Linked DNA regions of Triticum aestivum: region 1 is linked to region 2. Evidence: chromatin contacts called from public Hi-C data. All regions are on one chromosome and are shown on one strand. The core of a region is the stretch at or near the end of the contact, and the rest is flanking DNA. Distances in the headings are between cores, read along the strand shown. Region 1 has its middle 30 kb from the start of LOC123053333. Region 2 holds the start of LOC123053332 (serine/threonine-protein kinase SAPK7).

Region 1 (4,292 bases), core at 442-2,941, 230 kb before region 2:
GAGGCAGCGACGGAGGCGACTCGGCTCGCCAAGTTAAGCGGCAGCAGGACATGGCCATCCGTCAGATGAAGGGGCTGATCGTCCTCTCCGACTCCAACTCCGACGACGGCGGCGACCACAACTCCACCTCCTCCCTAGATGACCATGATCCTCCACGAGCCCCGAACGCCTACAGCTACGCCGGCGACCGAAAGGGGAAAGGTCGGGGAGGAAGTGGTGAAGACGCTCCTCCTCCTATGTTTTTTTATCGCTTTTTAGTTGTTGAACTTAAGAACTTGTCTGGCGATGAACTTCGATGATCTTTTGGATGATGTACAATTTGTTTATGCGCATTTGGTTGTCCGTTTGATGCCGGTTTCGTTTTGCGTTGTTTGATCACGTAGAATAGCTCTTACGTTGTATGTGTTGTGTGGATATAAGGTGCTGGATATGAGGTAGGTGGATGTGGAGAGAGTAGTTTGAGACGTGACTCGTCAATGCCCGCGGGCATTTGACGGATTGGATTTGTCAAATCCGGCTGTAAATGATAAAGATCTGTAGTACTCACTAAAAAAACAGAGATAAAGATCCGCACCGAAACATTACCACGTACTACTAGTCTACTACTTTCATCTCAAAGTAAAAGACGTTTTTTCAGGGAAATGAGGTAGTACGAAGGAAGCCGCTTGCACGAAAATAATGTGGCCCTGTCAGAATGTTCCTACCAAGTACAGCAAACCTAAGCAAATGTTGTTCATCATTGAAAAAAACACCATGGTTTGACGGTCAGCTCCAGCTCAGCTCAGCTGATATATATGGCACAAAGACCGTACGTAGCAGGAGGACACGATCGACGAGTGGTGGCGGCACTTGAGAAACAAAAGGAGGTGTGAAAGCGGACGCGAATATCTTTCCTGACGCGTTCAAGATGTTCCAAATCCCTATCTTGTCCGGAAGAATACTCTACTTTACAAGGATAGATACCACTTTACATTTCCATCCATCCATCCCAAAAAACAGATGCTCTATAGTTTGGTCGAACGGAGCGCATACTCTTCCTCGCGCAGCCAAGAAGAGAACATCGGAACGAGTTTTCCTCTAGCAGGCTGGCTGATGCGAGTTGTTTACCCCCTCCTGGCGGCTGAGCAAATATTCGTTCCGCCCCGTTCGCTGTACTGTATTCCATTCCCGTCGCCACCCAACCCCGCTTACTTTCCGCAACGTTTACAGGTCAACATCTCCGTTGGATCCAAGGCAGGGACAAAGCCCGGGTCACATCGCGGCCAGCTGCAGAGTCCACCCCTCGTCTCGACGGGGGGAGATTCCGTTTTGGCAGGTGGATGGAGCGGCTGTCAAGGAGCCAATGGGCAGAGATTATCCATCCGGCATCGCCTCGCCTCGCCGGCCAAGCAGCCTGCATTTGTTAAACAAGTCGCTCGGACGCTCTTCTTTAGGTCTAGGGTGTCACGGGAGATCTCCCCAAATCCGGATCTGTCCCCGTCGGGCCGCGTGTTCGCGTATGTTTGTCGTGCGCCGGGCGACGCTATGGCCACGCCATTGGCTTGGCGCTTGCAGCGCGGGGCAGCGGAGGTTAAACAAGCGGCGCATGCTTGGCCTGGCGTCTCCGGGGGGTTGCGCGGAATATCCCAGTGCGGTGCGGAGATACACCCGCGACCGCGACGGGGACGGGGGGAAAGGGTGAGGCTGCGTGCGTGCTCTGGATATTCGGGCAGAAATGCACGTTGCTTCTGGACGGGTTCTGTTCGTCTCCGAGAGTACAAGACGGCATCGTGTGTGTTTTGTCTATGGGATCAATTGTGTTGTGTCGTTTTCCAGGTAATGATTCCCTTGAAAGCCTAGCTTTTGTAATTTTCTGTTTAAAGCTTGGAGGATATCCTATCCGGGTCTGTCTAGGACACATCTAGATGTGACATAGTTATGTCACATCTAAGCTGATGTACACTCTGTCTGTGGTCTATTTTTTTTTAAATTTTTTTTTCTGTTTCTTGTTGTTGCATTATATATTTGTGAGAGCTTAGATGTGACATCCTTAAATAACATCTAGATGTGAATTAGACAAACTGTATCCTAAACGCCGGCATTCGATGATATTATAGCATCTACAACCCGACACCGGACATGACTCCTTACAAAAATGCCAACCAACCAGACCCTTAAATCCAACCCAGACGGCCCTCGTATGCAGTCTATATGTGGGGAAGATATGAAACGACCGCACGCGTGGCGGATCCTAGCGCGCAACCCCCAGCTTCCCTGCGCGCCTTCTGGGTTGGCTCATGTGGGGCGCAAGGTCCCCCGGTTATTTTTTCTTTCTTCTTTTATGTTTCTTTTTTTGTTTTCTTTTTCTTTTTTCCTATTTTCCCTTTTTTATTTTTTTCAATTTGTGAAAATCTTTGAGATCCGTGTACATTTTCTAAAATTATGAACATTTTTTAAGTTACAACATTTTTTGGAAATCATGAAAACATTTGTTTACAAATGTATGAACATTTTTTAAAATTGTGATTATTTTTTGAAATTTAAGATTTTTTTAAATTCATGAACACTCTCTTCAACCATGAACTTTATTGAATTTGCAAAAGATTTTTTAAATCATGAACATTTTTTCAAACCATGAACATTTTCAATTTGTGAACATGTTTTTGAAATTGTGAATTTTTTTGAAATCACTAACTTTTTTTTGAATTTGCAAACATTTTATGATTTATTAATTTTTTGTCCAAAATGCACATTTTTTAAGATTTCAAAACTTTCTATGATCGCAAATTATTTAAATAGAAAAATGAAAACCAAAAAGGAAAAAGGAAAAAAAACTTTAAAAAATAGAGTGCTCGGACATGGGCCGGCCCAAATGGGTGCTCTGGGGGAGCGAGGGATGCGCGCTACTGCTCCTCCTACCGCCCCACGCGCCATATAGGAGGTCCCCACACGCGTGTGCCACTCAGGCCCATGTCAAATCCCTTCAAATTAACCAAGTCCATCAAAACGACCGATTTGCTTCTGCGCCTGTCCTCCTTTTCCCGCCTCCGAGCAATCACCCTCCTCCCACGGGCCGGTCTTGAGATTTCGGGGCACCGAGGCGAAACTAGAAGTCAAGCCCTTCAATACGTATGGCATTAGTGTGGAGATAGCCACCATGCAGTAGTGATAACGGGATGTACTCCAACTGATGAAAATTCAGTAACAGGGCAAATCTTCATGAATTTGTTGATATATTATCCCAAATAAAATCACAGAGATTAGTAGGTATAGAGGCCCAACACTGGGCCGCACTACCAAGAGTTTTTATTTTGGTTTGTTTTAATTTAATTTAAGAACAATGACGAAATTCCAGAATGTTTGCTAATTCAACTTTTTTATTGAATTCAAAAACAGTTAGTGAACTGAAAAATAATTCCTGATTTAAACTAAGTTTGGAAATTCAAAAGAGATCATGAATGTTCAAATGTTCGTGAAATGAAAAATGTTCACATTTTGGAAATAAGTTCATAAATTCAAAAACTATTAAATTACAAAAAACTTCACAAATTCATAAAAATATTTACGAATTTTAGAAAATCACTAATTCAATAAAAATCGAATTAAAACCATGAATCTAAAAAAGTTCGTGAAATTGAAAAAGGTTTGTTAACTTGAAAATTCTTCGTATTTTTTAAAAAATCACGAATTTTCCGAACAAAGTTCAATACAAAGGGAAAAAGTAAAAAGGGAAAAAATATTTAAAAATAATTAAAATGACAAAGAAAAGAAAAAGGTGATCAGAAGCTTTAGAAAACGGTTTCAAAAATCTTGTGAGGAAAAAAAGAAACTACAATTTTATTTTTTTATAGCCAAAAAACCACAATTTATCCAACAACATGTTATGTAATGCAAATCCAAGCGCCCAAAATGTATGCACATGTGCAGCGCATAACCTTTGTTCGGAATGGGCCGGTCCATCTAAGGAACGTTTTAGGTGAAGCTCATCCCGTTTTGGGTAAGCTTCCCAGGGACGTCCTCGTTGGAAGGAGACGCAACGCGCACCATTCCCGCACAACGGTTCCTTTTGGGCCGACCCATGTGCGTGTGCCCTGTTTTTTTGTTTCATTTATACATTTTATTTTTTTATTTTTTTGTTTTCCTTTTTTACTAAAAAGTAAGGAAAACACTTCACATTAGCCGGCGGATTTAACGCGCGCGTCCACCGTCTCCGCGACCATCAGCACATGTGTTTTGCAACATTGGTTTTGTTGCAAATAGAAGACCGCAACACATAACATGTTGTTGGATAAATCATGGTTTTGCAGGCTATT
Region 2 (4,747 bases), core at 595-3,094:
CCGGTAACAGGCAGGCAGATCTGTAACTAGGGACAAATTCCGAATCCACCAGTCAGAGATAGCTGATTAGCTGGCCCGAAAGGACCCAGCCTATAGACCCACGCCAGAATGAACCCACGGGCCCACTCGCTGAATGGAGTGTTGTGGCCCATGGACCCAGTTCACAAGGGCTGCTGGTTGGCGGCCTCGAGAAGCGAGAGCCACGCTACGTGTACGTGTACTGCAGCGGCAGGCGGCACGTGCTCACGGGCTAGGACAAGTGGGTCGCTACCGCCACTGCCTCCGGGACCCACCGCACGGCGGGCCCATGAGCAGAGTCACGAGGCAGAAGAATAGAGAAAACGGCGGAGAGAGAGAGAGAGAGAGAGCCGGAGACCGACCGACTGACCTTGCCGTCGTATTCCCGGCGGGAGAGCACCTCCGGGGCGATGTACGCCGGCGTTCCAACCGTCGACTTGGGCTTCGAGTGCAGCAACGACGACTGCAAAAGGAAGAAAAGGGAAGCATGTTCAGTGCACCGCAGCGGGAAAAAAGGCGTTGGCGTGGCGCCGAACTTGTTTGGGTCAACAATGGCAGGGGACGTTGCTTTCGCGAGCAGTTTCGCGCAGGAAGAGGAAACCAATTGCATTTCGGGAGGGCGAGATGAATCCTCCGATCTTTCCGGCCGCAAAGCCAAGCGAAGTGCAGCTTTTGACCCCCCGCAGAAAATGCCTCCTTTTTATAATTGTTGTTACTATTTTTATTACTATTACCTTTGAGTAACCGAAGTCGCAGATCTTGAGGCGGGGCGCCGGGCTGCCGTCCAGCAGAGTGTTCTCCAGCTTCAGGTCCCGGTGGCAAATTTGCTGCAGATCAACGACTATTTTATACCATCTGATGATCTAGGATTTTTTTTATCAGGGATTGCACCGGTTTGCTTGTTCTTACCATGAAGTGGCAGTAGCTCACGCCGCAGATGAGCTGCTGGAAGAAGTACCTGGCCTGCGGGGACAAAGCAACCGTCGGTTACACGAACCGGCGCCGAAAATGGAGACAGGCAATGGACCGATCCTCACCTCGTCCTCGCTGAACCTCCCGGCGTTGCAGATCCGGTCGAAGAGCTCGCCGCCGGCCGCGTACTCCATCACAATCGCCAGGTGCGTCGGCGTGACCACCACCTGCAAAAGAATCAATCCGTTATACTCTTCTTCGGCCGGAGAAGCCGGAAAGGATTGCTCCCGGCGCCTTGCCCGTTCCCTCGCCCACCTCCTTGAATCGGATTATGTTGGGGTGCCGCAGCGACCGGTGGTTTATGATCTCCCTCGCCACATTCTCGTCAATCTGCAAACACCAAGAAACGCCCAAAAAGACACTCCGTCACTAAATTCGCGGCAGGAAGGAAAAACTCGACCGGGCCGGCCCATGCTGGGATGGATCACAGGGGAGCCCGACTCCGGCCGGCGGCGGCGAGCGCACCTTGAGGCCCCGTGGGATGTACTTCATGGCGACGAGCTCCTTGGTCTCCTTGTTCCGCATCAGCCGCGCGACGCCGAAGTTGCCGGCGCCGATGTCCTTGAGCAGCTCGTACCTCTCCATGGATCCCGGGCCGAGTCGCGCGGCAACCGCTGCAGAAAGCTTGATCGGGCCGGAGGCAGAGGCGAAGATTGGGGGATCCTTTTGGGGGTTTTGGAAGCTTCGTCGCGGCGAGATGAGGTGGGAGGGAGGGAGGGGGGGAAGGATGATTCGAAGCTTAAAGGAGAAGGAGAGGCTGCTTCTTCTTCTTCTTCTTCCCCGGTGGGATGGGTTCGATTAATTAATACCACTGCTGCAGCGCTGCTGCTCCGAGGAGTAGTACTAGTTTTATTTGGTGATTAGATTATGATGATGATGTGCCATGACATGGCGTGCTCATGACTTGTTTTCTCCGGAACTAATTGTCGTTTGGACCTTTGATTTGTTGTAATTGACAGTGAGGTCCTTGTGTGCATTGGGAGCTTTCCTTTCTCTCCGTGTTGCTTGATTTGGCGGTTACTGAACCGAGGACAGTCTGGCTCCCGTTGCCTTTGCTTGATTTTTTTTTCTTTTGATGATTTTGAAGGGAGCCCTGCTTGCTTTTGAAGCACTAGAAACGGTTGCGGTCAAATAATAAACGACCACCCGCAAAATAAGTAAATTAAATCTGTCTATTTTACGACTAGAGTAAGTAGTAACTGACGAGAGTCAAAGCGCTGGCCTTACAGGCAGACAGGCAAGATCTGGTTGTCACGCGGAACACAATACCCAACTGAAATGAATTGCTCGCTAGGCGGTCGCAAGCAGCAACAGGCGGAAATAACATGCTTGGACTGTGGAAAACGGACGTCATTCTTCACGTTTCTCCTCTCTCGGGACTGAAAAACTTTCATCGCTGATTATGATGATGATGATGTGGAAGGGAAAGAGAATGATTTTCTCTTTCTTTCAAGAAAAGGATCCGCGGCACGCGGGATGTATCCGTCTTCTTCTACCGTCTGACCATCGGCGTCATGGGGTCGGGATGGCTTGTACGTGCTGCGGGTGGGTGGAACTGCGAAATCATCAGTGAACCTACCGATGGTGGATCGGCGAGCGGAACGGAGGCTGGGGGCCTTGCGGCGGTGGGCACATGGGCGCATCCCGTGGGTGTGCGCGCGGGTGCAGCGTACGAGAGACTCTGGATTTCAACACGGGTGCGGGGTACGCGGGCGCGGCTAAATCCGACACCCAAAAGTCCACGGTGTGTGTCCATGTATAGTGAAAGGTCACACCTTAAATATTGGATGCCACCATCATGTATGCAATTGCAAATCCTCATCCTCATACAATTACATGCAAGGCAAAACCTAATCTAAATCTTCGGCGGTGTCCGTGTCCCTGTCCGGCAGCCGTGAGACCCGTGGAGTGAAAGTCTGGTCGCCGGCAAGGTATAGTAGGACAAGGGACATGGGTTGTCCCGCATGGGACACGATGCGCTGCCGTCTCCCATGCCCTATTTTTCCTCGTTCAAACCTTCCGCCTGGGCATCATCGGTGGAGGTGAGGACCATGATAGACATGGACCGGTCAGCCTCATGGTCGAAGCCCAATGCGGCCACCTAAGGTTGCGGCGCCAGGCGGCGGCGGTGTTCGACTCAGCCTCTGTGGCCTCCCGCGCCCTGTGCTTCACACGGAGGGCATGCCTCACGATAGACGTGGATGGTTCGTGAGGCATGTTGGCATTGACCTTTGACTCGAAGCCTGAAAGCGTGGGGACGATGCGCCAACAAAGGGGTTGCACTGCCAGGCGGTAGTCAGCGCTTCCGGCGAGGCCGTAGTCACGCGCCTCTAGCCACTAGCCCCAACGGATCCAAGTGCCATTTGAGCGGACACAATGGATTCCCACCGGCTCGAGTCCGATCACGGTCGGGCCCACTCCTCCCGGGAGCGGCGCAGAGCAATGCAGACAACCATCTCCTCCTCCCCCCACCACCCCCCCTCCCCCGTGGGGCAAGTTCTCGGTCGATGGATAGGAGATCTCGGAGTCGGATTCGTTGCCCGCCACGCTCGAGAAGGCCAGAGTTTCGCCGCGCAGGAGTTTGGGGACGGAGGGATTGGAATGACTAGGGTTTGGTCCATAGTGCAAATAGAGATGAATATATGTGGGGTCGGGTGGGCCATCGTGGTCCGGATCCGACGTGGTGGACGCGTCTGGGCATCCCATATCCACCCACATATGGGATGGGTATGGAGTTTGCATGTTAGCTCGAACGCTTGGGCTGTGTTTGGGGCAGCCGGTTGGGTGTTTTTTTTTTCTGTCCGGGCAATGTTCGGGCAGGCTGCCCGAGCCTTTGGGCGGATATGGGTCGTTCGATTGTAGATACCCTTACACCATGCTCGTATCGACATGAGGCTATGTTCTATTATAGGGAGTAGGGCAACTCCGACGTGGATCGTAAATATTGCCTCGAAATCTTCGAATTAAATGTTGTGGACGTTTTTTGTCATCCAACCCAAATCGAAACCGCGCCTTGGAAGTATTGGGGCGTCTCGACGTCTACCACGTCAAACTCCAACACCCTCGACTCATCAAAATACCCCCACTAGAAGCCCTTTTCCTCAATCTCTTCTCTCACTGTGCTCTGTATCCGCACCCTCGGAGACCAACGTCGCTATTGTACCACCCCCGCCGTAGCCCAGGCCTTGCTGGACCTCCGACATCCCACCCATGCTCCTACCCTCCTTGGACTACACCACAATTCCACCCCGGATCCTGTCGCAGCCTATGTATCCTCCGCTCACTGCAAACACCATATATGGTGGACACCATGCTGGACAAGTATTCGTCCCAATGCCATTGCCAAAAAAATTGATGTTCTCGTTGTTTACTTTGAAGCAAACACAATGACAATGTACTCTGTGAAGGAGGATGAATTGTTGTGTGAGGTGTGGTTGGACATAAGTGTGGAGTTTCAAGGCATGAAGCAAAATGTCAGGTCATTTTGGCAATGTGTGCATGTTTGATTCCATGAGCACAAGCACTACGCGCCCTACAACATGGAAGTGATTCACGTTCGCAGTGCAAAGTCGCTATCTATCAAGGACACACCATTCAAAAGACCATGAACATGTTGCGGTGCATATGCACAACTGCATATAAGGTGGCCAAGGGGCACGTCACTCAAAGAGCTCGTAAGTTTTGCTTCTTGGTGCTCTATGTGTTGGTTATTTCATTAATTTTCTCAATGTTGAAACTCATTGATCTCATCATTGTC

The links. A called contact is a pair of places that touch in the nucleus more often than the background predicts.
Region 1: a Hi-C map of leaf shows a contact between it and region 2, with 4 times the contacts expected there. The contact joins the enhancer-like site here to the promoter of LOC123053332 in region 2. A contact is called at or near these places in 2 of 5 Hi-C or Micro-C datasets (both in leaf).

The regions. Positions count from the first base shown.
Region 1 is chr2D:388,741,425-388,745,716 of IWGSC CS RefSeq v2.1, reverse strand. No RefSeq gene overlaps it. Among protein-coding and RNA genes, the nearest start is that of LOC123053333, 30 kb to the left of the region's middle. Within about 2 kb of position 1,691, at least 2 of the 8 cell types and tissues checked have an H3K27ac peak or open chromatin away from gene starts, as enhancers often do. A contact at or near this core is called in leaf, where this site is marked.
Region 2 is chr2D:388,511,287-388,516,033 of IWGSC CS RefSeq v2.1, reverse strand. LOC123053332 (serine/threonine-protein kinase SAPK7) reads right to left here and starts at 1,844. Exons shown (of 9, transcript XM_044476794.1): 1 at 1,456-1,844; 2 at 1,246-1,320; 3 at 1,056-1,157; 4 at 928-981; 5 at 753-845; 6 at 389-481. The coding sequence starts at 1,575.